Linked DNA regions of Zea mays: region 2 is linked to region 1. A link is a contact called in public Hi-C data. All regions are on one chromosome and are shown on one strand. The core of a region is the stretch at or near the end of the contact, and the rest is flanking DNA. Distances in the headings are between cores, read along the strand shown. Region 1 holds the start of LOC100384866 (isoleucine--tRNA ligase, cytoplasmic). Region 2 holds the start of LOC103629705 (protein S-acyltransferase 24).

What was found. A called contact is a pair of places that touch in the nucleus more often than the background predicts.
Region 2: a Hi-C map of leaf shows a contact between it and region 1, with 5 times the contacts expected there. The contact joins the promoter of LOC103629705 here to the promoter of LOC100384866 in region 1. A contact is called at or near these places in 8 of 25 Hi-C or Micro-C datasets (bundle sheath, ear, endosperm and 3 more).

The regions. Positions count from the first base shown.
Region 1 is chr6:106,587,783-106,590,802 of Zm-B73-REFERENCE-NAM-5.0, forward strand. It overlaps LOC100384866 (isoleucine--tRNA ligase, cytoplasmic), which reads right to left and starts at 1,530. Exons shown (of 27, transcript XM_008649996.4): 1 at 809-1,530. The coding sequence starts at 1,342.
Region 2 is chr6:106,771,915-106,774,934 of Zm-B73-REFERENCE-NAM-5.0, forward strand. It overlaps LOC103629705 (protein S-acyltransferase 24), which reads right to left and starts at 1,521. Exons shown (of 13, transcript XM_008650817.4): 1 at 1,038-1,521; 2 at 126-266. The coding sequence starts at 1,325.

The DNA of each region.
Region 1 (3,020 bases), core at 280-2,779:
AAATGGCATTCTCTTACCTTACAGAAGCAATATTTAAACCAAACTAGAAGTTCATATGTAAAAAATTATAGATCTAAATGTCAAAGCAGAATGCCAGCCTAACAGTGAAATACGTAAGGAGATGTACTTCTGACTATTGAGTTGTATGCACCAACCAATTCAACCCAAAAGATTAAGCTGATAGAAAAAGGTGGGCAATTCACTTATATTATATTCTAACACTACTCACGTCGAGCCTCTTTTTTTATCTCTGACGTGAAATGTAGGAGCGAGCAGCAATTATTCTATTTAATTGTGTTAGCCAAAACTCATGATCTCTGGCTGTGATACCATATTAGAGTGGACGTACTAATCAGTTTAACCCAAAAGCTTAATCTGATAGAAGAAGATAGTGAATGCACTTATACACTTAAACACCCACATTCACGTGCAGCCAAAGAAAAAGGCGCAAACGTGAAAAAAATGGTTGGAGGCACAAATAAAGCCTCTGTCAGGATTCGAAGTCGATACCTCTAGTTCTGATACCATATTGAGTTGCATGCACCAACCAATTAAACCCAAAAGTTTAAGCTAATAGGAAGGGATGAGCAATTCACTTATATTATATTCTAACACTGGCATTGAGACATATCAGAATTTGCAATGTAGTCACTGTGCAGTCAAAGACACTGTTAAGTTCCCAATTAACTGAACGCTATGCTTGTCAAACTACCAATGACAAGCTTGTTAAGCTTTGTACAACTCACTAACTCAGAATTATGAGAATGAACTGACTCCAAAATTATCTGAGTGAGGTTAAAGACGCAACCTTGAAGCCCTTATAGACGAGGTCCTTCTCCCAGAGCTGCGCAAACACCCACCAGACGCTCTCCATGAAGTTGAGGTCCATGGTCTTGTAGTCGTTCTTGAAGTCAATCCACCTCCCCGTACGTGTGACCATGGCCTCCCACTCAGAGACGTACTTGGTGACGATGCTGCGGCACGTCTCGTTGTACTTGCCGATGCCGAGGTCGAACACCTGCTGCCGGTTGGTGATGCCGAGCAGCTTGTCGATCTCAAACTCGACGGGGAGGCCGTGACAGTCCCACCCGAACCGTCGCGAGACATGGCGGCCCCGCATCGACTGGTGCCGGGTGACCACGTCCTTGATGGTGCCGGCGAGTATGTGGCCGTAGTGGGGCAGACCAGTGGCGAAGGGGGGGCCGTCATAGAAGACGAACTCCTCACCGCCCTCCGTGCGCCGGAGCTGCTCGTGGAAGGCGTCGAGCTTCGCCCACAGCTCGAGTACCCGCTCCTCCTGCTCCGGGAAGGAGAAGTCCTTCCCCTCGCACACGTCGTCCATGACCTCCTGTCCGGCGGTCGCGGCGGCGCCGAATGGGGCTTGGATTCCGAGCGAGGCGGTGAATGGGGCTAGGATTTCGGGCGATGGTACGGCGGCGGCGAGAGGTACAACACGGATTCACTTGGGGGAGGGAGACAAGGGTTTAGAGGTCAGCTGGGCGCTACGGACGGTCCGAATGCAACCTTGGTCCTAGAAATGGTCTCATGCGGTAGTATTACTATTTTTCAGTTTTCGCACATGCAGTAGTCCCCAAGTTACCTTTTCTTTTTCGTGCACGTAACCATTAGGATATGTACAATTATGTCTTCTACCGGTTTAGGGACTGAATTAAAAAAAACCTAATACACTTTTTTTTGGCAAAGACAGTCTGTTGACTCTACGCTCAAGGTAGAGGACAAAGCTGATTGATGTATTGATGATGTGTTTGGTTTGGCTTTAGCTTTTGTCCTCTAAAAAGACAAAAGTCAAACGGTCCAAACCAAAAAGTAGCTTTTTTCAAAAGTCGGTTTTCTCGTGCAAAATTGAAAAGCACCTCTAGACTAAGGTTGTGGTATGACAACAGTTAATAGATGAAAAATTCTAGTAGCGAATGTCACAGCACACCTATGTAATAGCTTGACGCCATGACATATACCAAAGAATCATATAAACTAGATAGCATCACAAACCATGGCATCGACACTTAGTCTAAGACTGGTTTCGACTGTGAGCCATCGATTGCTGAGTAAGGGTCAGTACCACCGGTCCCACCCGCAGTCGGTTGAGCCGATCGATCGGTGGCGTTATCGACCGATCCAACTGGTCGGTGTCGATCACGTTAGTGCATAATCAGTCTATATCGACCACTACACTGCACGAACCGGTCGATAATGTCTGCCTATTCTGATTGGTCCATATTAAGCTTGTTAGCAACTTGGTGTCCAATTGTGTGGGAGGGGGAAGGGGAGTGAGAACCAGGGAGTAGATAGACAGAGTTAAGTTCTCGTTTACAATCATCCTGACCTCGCCTTACTGCTCACCGCTTACATACGCAACGATGTTCGTGGGCCGCCACCACTCTACAACTACTTTGGGGCCCCGTAACGAACACTTGGCTTCCTCAGACGTCGTCCCAGCAACGGCTTGTCGGCACCAGGGGTAGACACGTTCGACGTTGGAGTTTCAGGGGTCCTCGCAATCCCCCTCCTTGGGATGGTGCTTGCCCCAAGCGGTCGTATGAGGGAACACTTCCTTGAGCGTGTCTTCATCCTCCCATGACGTCAGCGCTGCATCCAACCCAGACCAGTGGATCAAGACTTGGTCGACGAACACCATGAGAGATCAACCGACATTACAGCACCTATGTGGGATACTAAAGGGACAAGTCAGTAGTAGGAATTCCATGACTCACCTACAATGGATGCACTGAGGGCTTCAACTATGAAACATGGTGAAAGGATCACGATGCCCAAGAGGGGGGTGAATTGGGCTTTTCTAAAAATCAACACTAGTTAAAATCTAAGCAAGAGCTAAGCAAGAGCCCAACTTCACCCCAACAACTAGCACTAAGAATATAATACTAGAAATGCAACAATGCTAAGATCTTCAAATACTTGCTAAACAAATACACAATGTAAAGTGCTTGAATTAAGTGCGGAATGTAAAGAAAGGTTTAGAAGACTCCTCCAATTTTTCCCGA
Region 2 (3,020 bases), core at 271-2,770, 180 kb after region 1:
GGCAGATACACATCCAAAAATGCTTTAGTTGGCTACCAGTTGAATGAACAATAGGCAGCTAAAAGTGGAGACAGGCACAACAAGGACCGGAGAGGCAAAGAAACAGCAGGGAAGAGAATACAGACCTGATACCCATATAAATCAGCAGCATCCATCTTAGCTCCTTCTTTCAGAAGTAGTTCGGCAACTTGAATATGACCACGTACAGCACTCCAGTGAAGTGCTGTTTGTCCAGTGTGATCCACAGCATTTGTGTCTGCTCCATGCTATTCAAATACAAGCACAAAATCATCACCAAAGAGAACCAAGGAAATTCAATCAACAACAGTCATCAACCAAAAGTAGCTAATATGCCTTTCAACAGCAACCACCCGATCAGAATAACAAAGCTATGTCTACTGTGACATCAAGATACAATACAAGATACACCCCATCATCACAACATGTGTATTGCGTGAGGTCATGCATTCATGCAATAAAAGCCATATCATGAGCAGTACTTATCTTGGTCTAGACAATATCCTAAGCATACCACATACACATTTTGGTCTAAACTGAAAAGGTTGAAGGCATAAATACAAGTAACTAGTTGACACTTGACACAGCAAAGCCATGTACATTCTTCCTGAACTGTCCTGTTGCAACTGTCAGCAAGTAAATTTTCCCAAATTTGATCCAGATGTACTAACAACCTACATCCGTCCAGATCCCTCCTCATAAACCAGCTCCGAAATCCCAAACCCACCACCACGGCAAAGCATTCAGCACGCAGCTGCACGCTTGTTCACAAACAATGATGCCTGAGCCATAGAAACTGACCGGAATAATGACATCCCAAGGTGCGTAGCTCCTTCACGCAATTACGCAAGCAGCCCACGGTTCTGATACACAAAATTCCAGCTCAGGAAGTGCATTGCATCACAGCCTACTGGAACGTACCCCAAATCCCCCAATAGCAACGCAAAACGAACGTCTACAAATAGAAGGCCAAATTGCGAGGCGTTGGAGGGGGCACGGGAGCGGGGGGAGAGGGCAACCTCGAGGATGTACTGCGCGGCGGCGACGCGGTTGTTGAGCGCGGCCCACTGGAGCGCGTAATAGCCCCCGCCGTCGGGCTCGGTGACCGGGCGGCCCTCCCCCTCCACCAGCCGCTGCAGCTTCTCCAGATCTCCGTACGCCGCTGCGGTGTACACGTCGTTCTTCAGCGACTCGTTCTCCGCCGGCGCCCCTGCGCCCTCCGCGGCGGAAGGGGCCGTGGACGCGGCCGCGACGAGGGAGGTCGAGGAGGTGGTGGTGTCCTCGAGCACCTCGATCTCCGACGCCATGGGTTCGGTGGGATCGGCGCGGGGTCCGGGGAAGCGGCTAGGGGTGAGGGAGGAAGGGGTCGTCGGAGTGTTTGACTGTGCGTTGGTCGTTCGTTGATTTTGCCAAGCGCTAGTCCCCGCCTCCCCGGTGACTCGTGAGGAGCGTGGCCGGGGGGCAGAGGCGGAGAATGAGAGGGAAGGTTGGGGCGAAATGGTATGTCGGATTTTGCATGCCAGAACCCCGGACTTTTCTTCTTTCAAAATTTGGCATGTCAGATCTTAGGGACATTTGGAAGCAAGAAACGATTTTGATTCTTCATGGCGATACCTGTTCAAATATCAGGTTTTTGTCCTGCATCTGCTTCAGGAATGGATCAAACTAGGTTGTCGGCGGAAATAGTGGTAGTGGCAAGGTATCCATGGTTTTCGGTGGAAGTAGAGTATCCACTTAGGGGGTGTTTGTTTGGGATTATAATCCACCTAGATTATATAATCCAACAATTTTTGAACTAACTCTTAGTTCAAAAATTGTTAGATTATATAATCTGGATAGATTATAATCTCAAACAAACACCCCCTTAATCGTCTCTTGTATTATTTCTTTAGCTTGCGGAGGCCAGGTTGTAAAAACCAATTAATTGCTTTAGCAAAGAGTCTGGCTCGACTTTTTACCTTGAAATCTGGAAACTTCCATCTAGATCGTCGTGGCAACTCTACTTCCCCACTCTTTCCGCTTTGAAGCGTTTCTCTTAAAGACAAATGGGTTATCTTTCTGTCTTCGTATCCAGAAGCTAGAGATAGGTTCGGTAGTAGGGCATGGTTAAGTCCGTGTCAGAATGAAGTCAGGGTTTTCGGGTGCCTTGTTGGAATCTTACTCGTAAAAACTAGTGCCTTGTTGGAATCTTGCTCGTCAAACTAGTAATATATCATATTTAAACGTATGCGAGGATTGCTTTCTTCTTTCGTTCTCAAACTAATCGAATCAATGGCCAGGATAGGAATGTTCCCTGAGAAGAGGGCAGGGCAGAGAAGAAGGCCGAATAGAAATACCTCCGATCTCGATTCCTTTCATGTTTTGGTAAGGTTGGATCTGTTTGACCACTCATATTCGACTCGGACTAGTGCGAGGTTGTTTTTTTTAAGGTTTTCAGTTGAGTCAAGTTTTGGGTCAAAAACTATACCTTTAAGATTATCCGGCTGTTAAAACTGATGTAGTTGTAATTTATAGAGACAATAGAAACACTAGAAACCGTTTAGAATTTAAACCAAGTGAACATTGGATATAGCTTGTATCTCCACTGTATTAGTCACGTCAAAGTTTTTTCTTTTCGATAGGCCGGGTTGATCGAGTTGGATGGCCCATGCTCAAATATATCAGTGGTATCATTAGAAACTATTCCAAACACTTTTACAGTGAAATGATTCTGTCAAAAATATCTTATGAGACACAGGGAACACCGTTGAAGAGAAGTAAGACACAAAGGAGAAATTTTTTGCTGAAGAAAAGATACAAAGGAGGAAACTGTTGTTAAAGAGAAGATACAAAGGAGAAAATCTTTTATAAAAGTCTACATCACCAAGAGTCCAAGACACTATCGCAACTCAACAGTTAGTTGAGAGGCAGAGGGTATTTATACCCTTTCTTCCTCCTCCCAATGGCTAGCTCCACCGTTATCTCTCAACAACCAACATACAAGGGGCCTGTTTGGTTCAGCT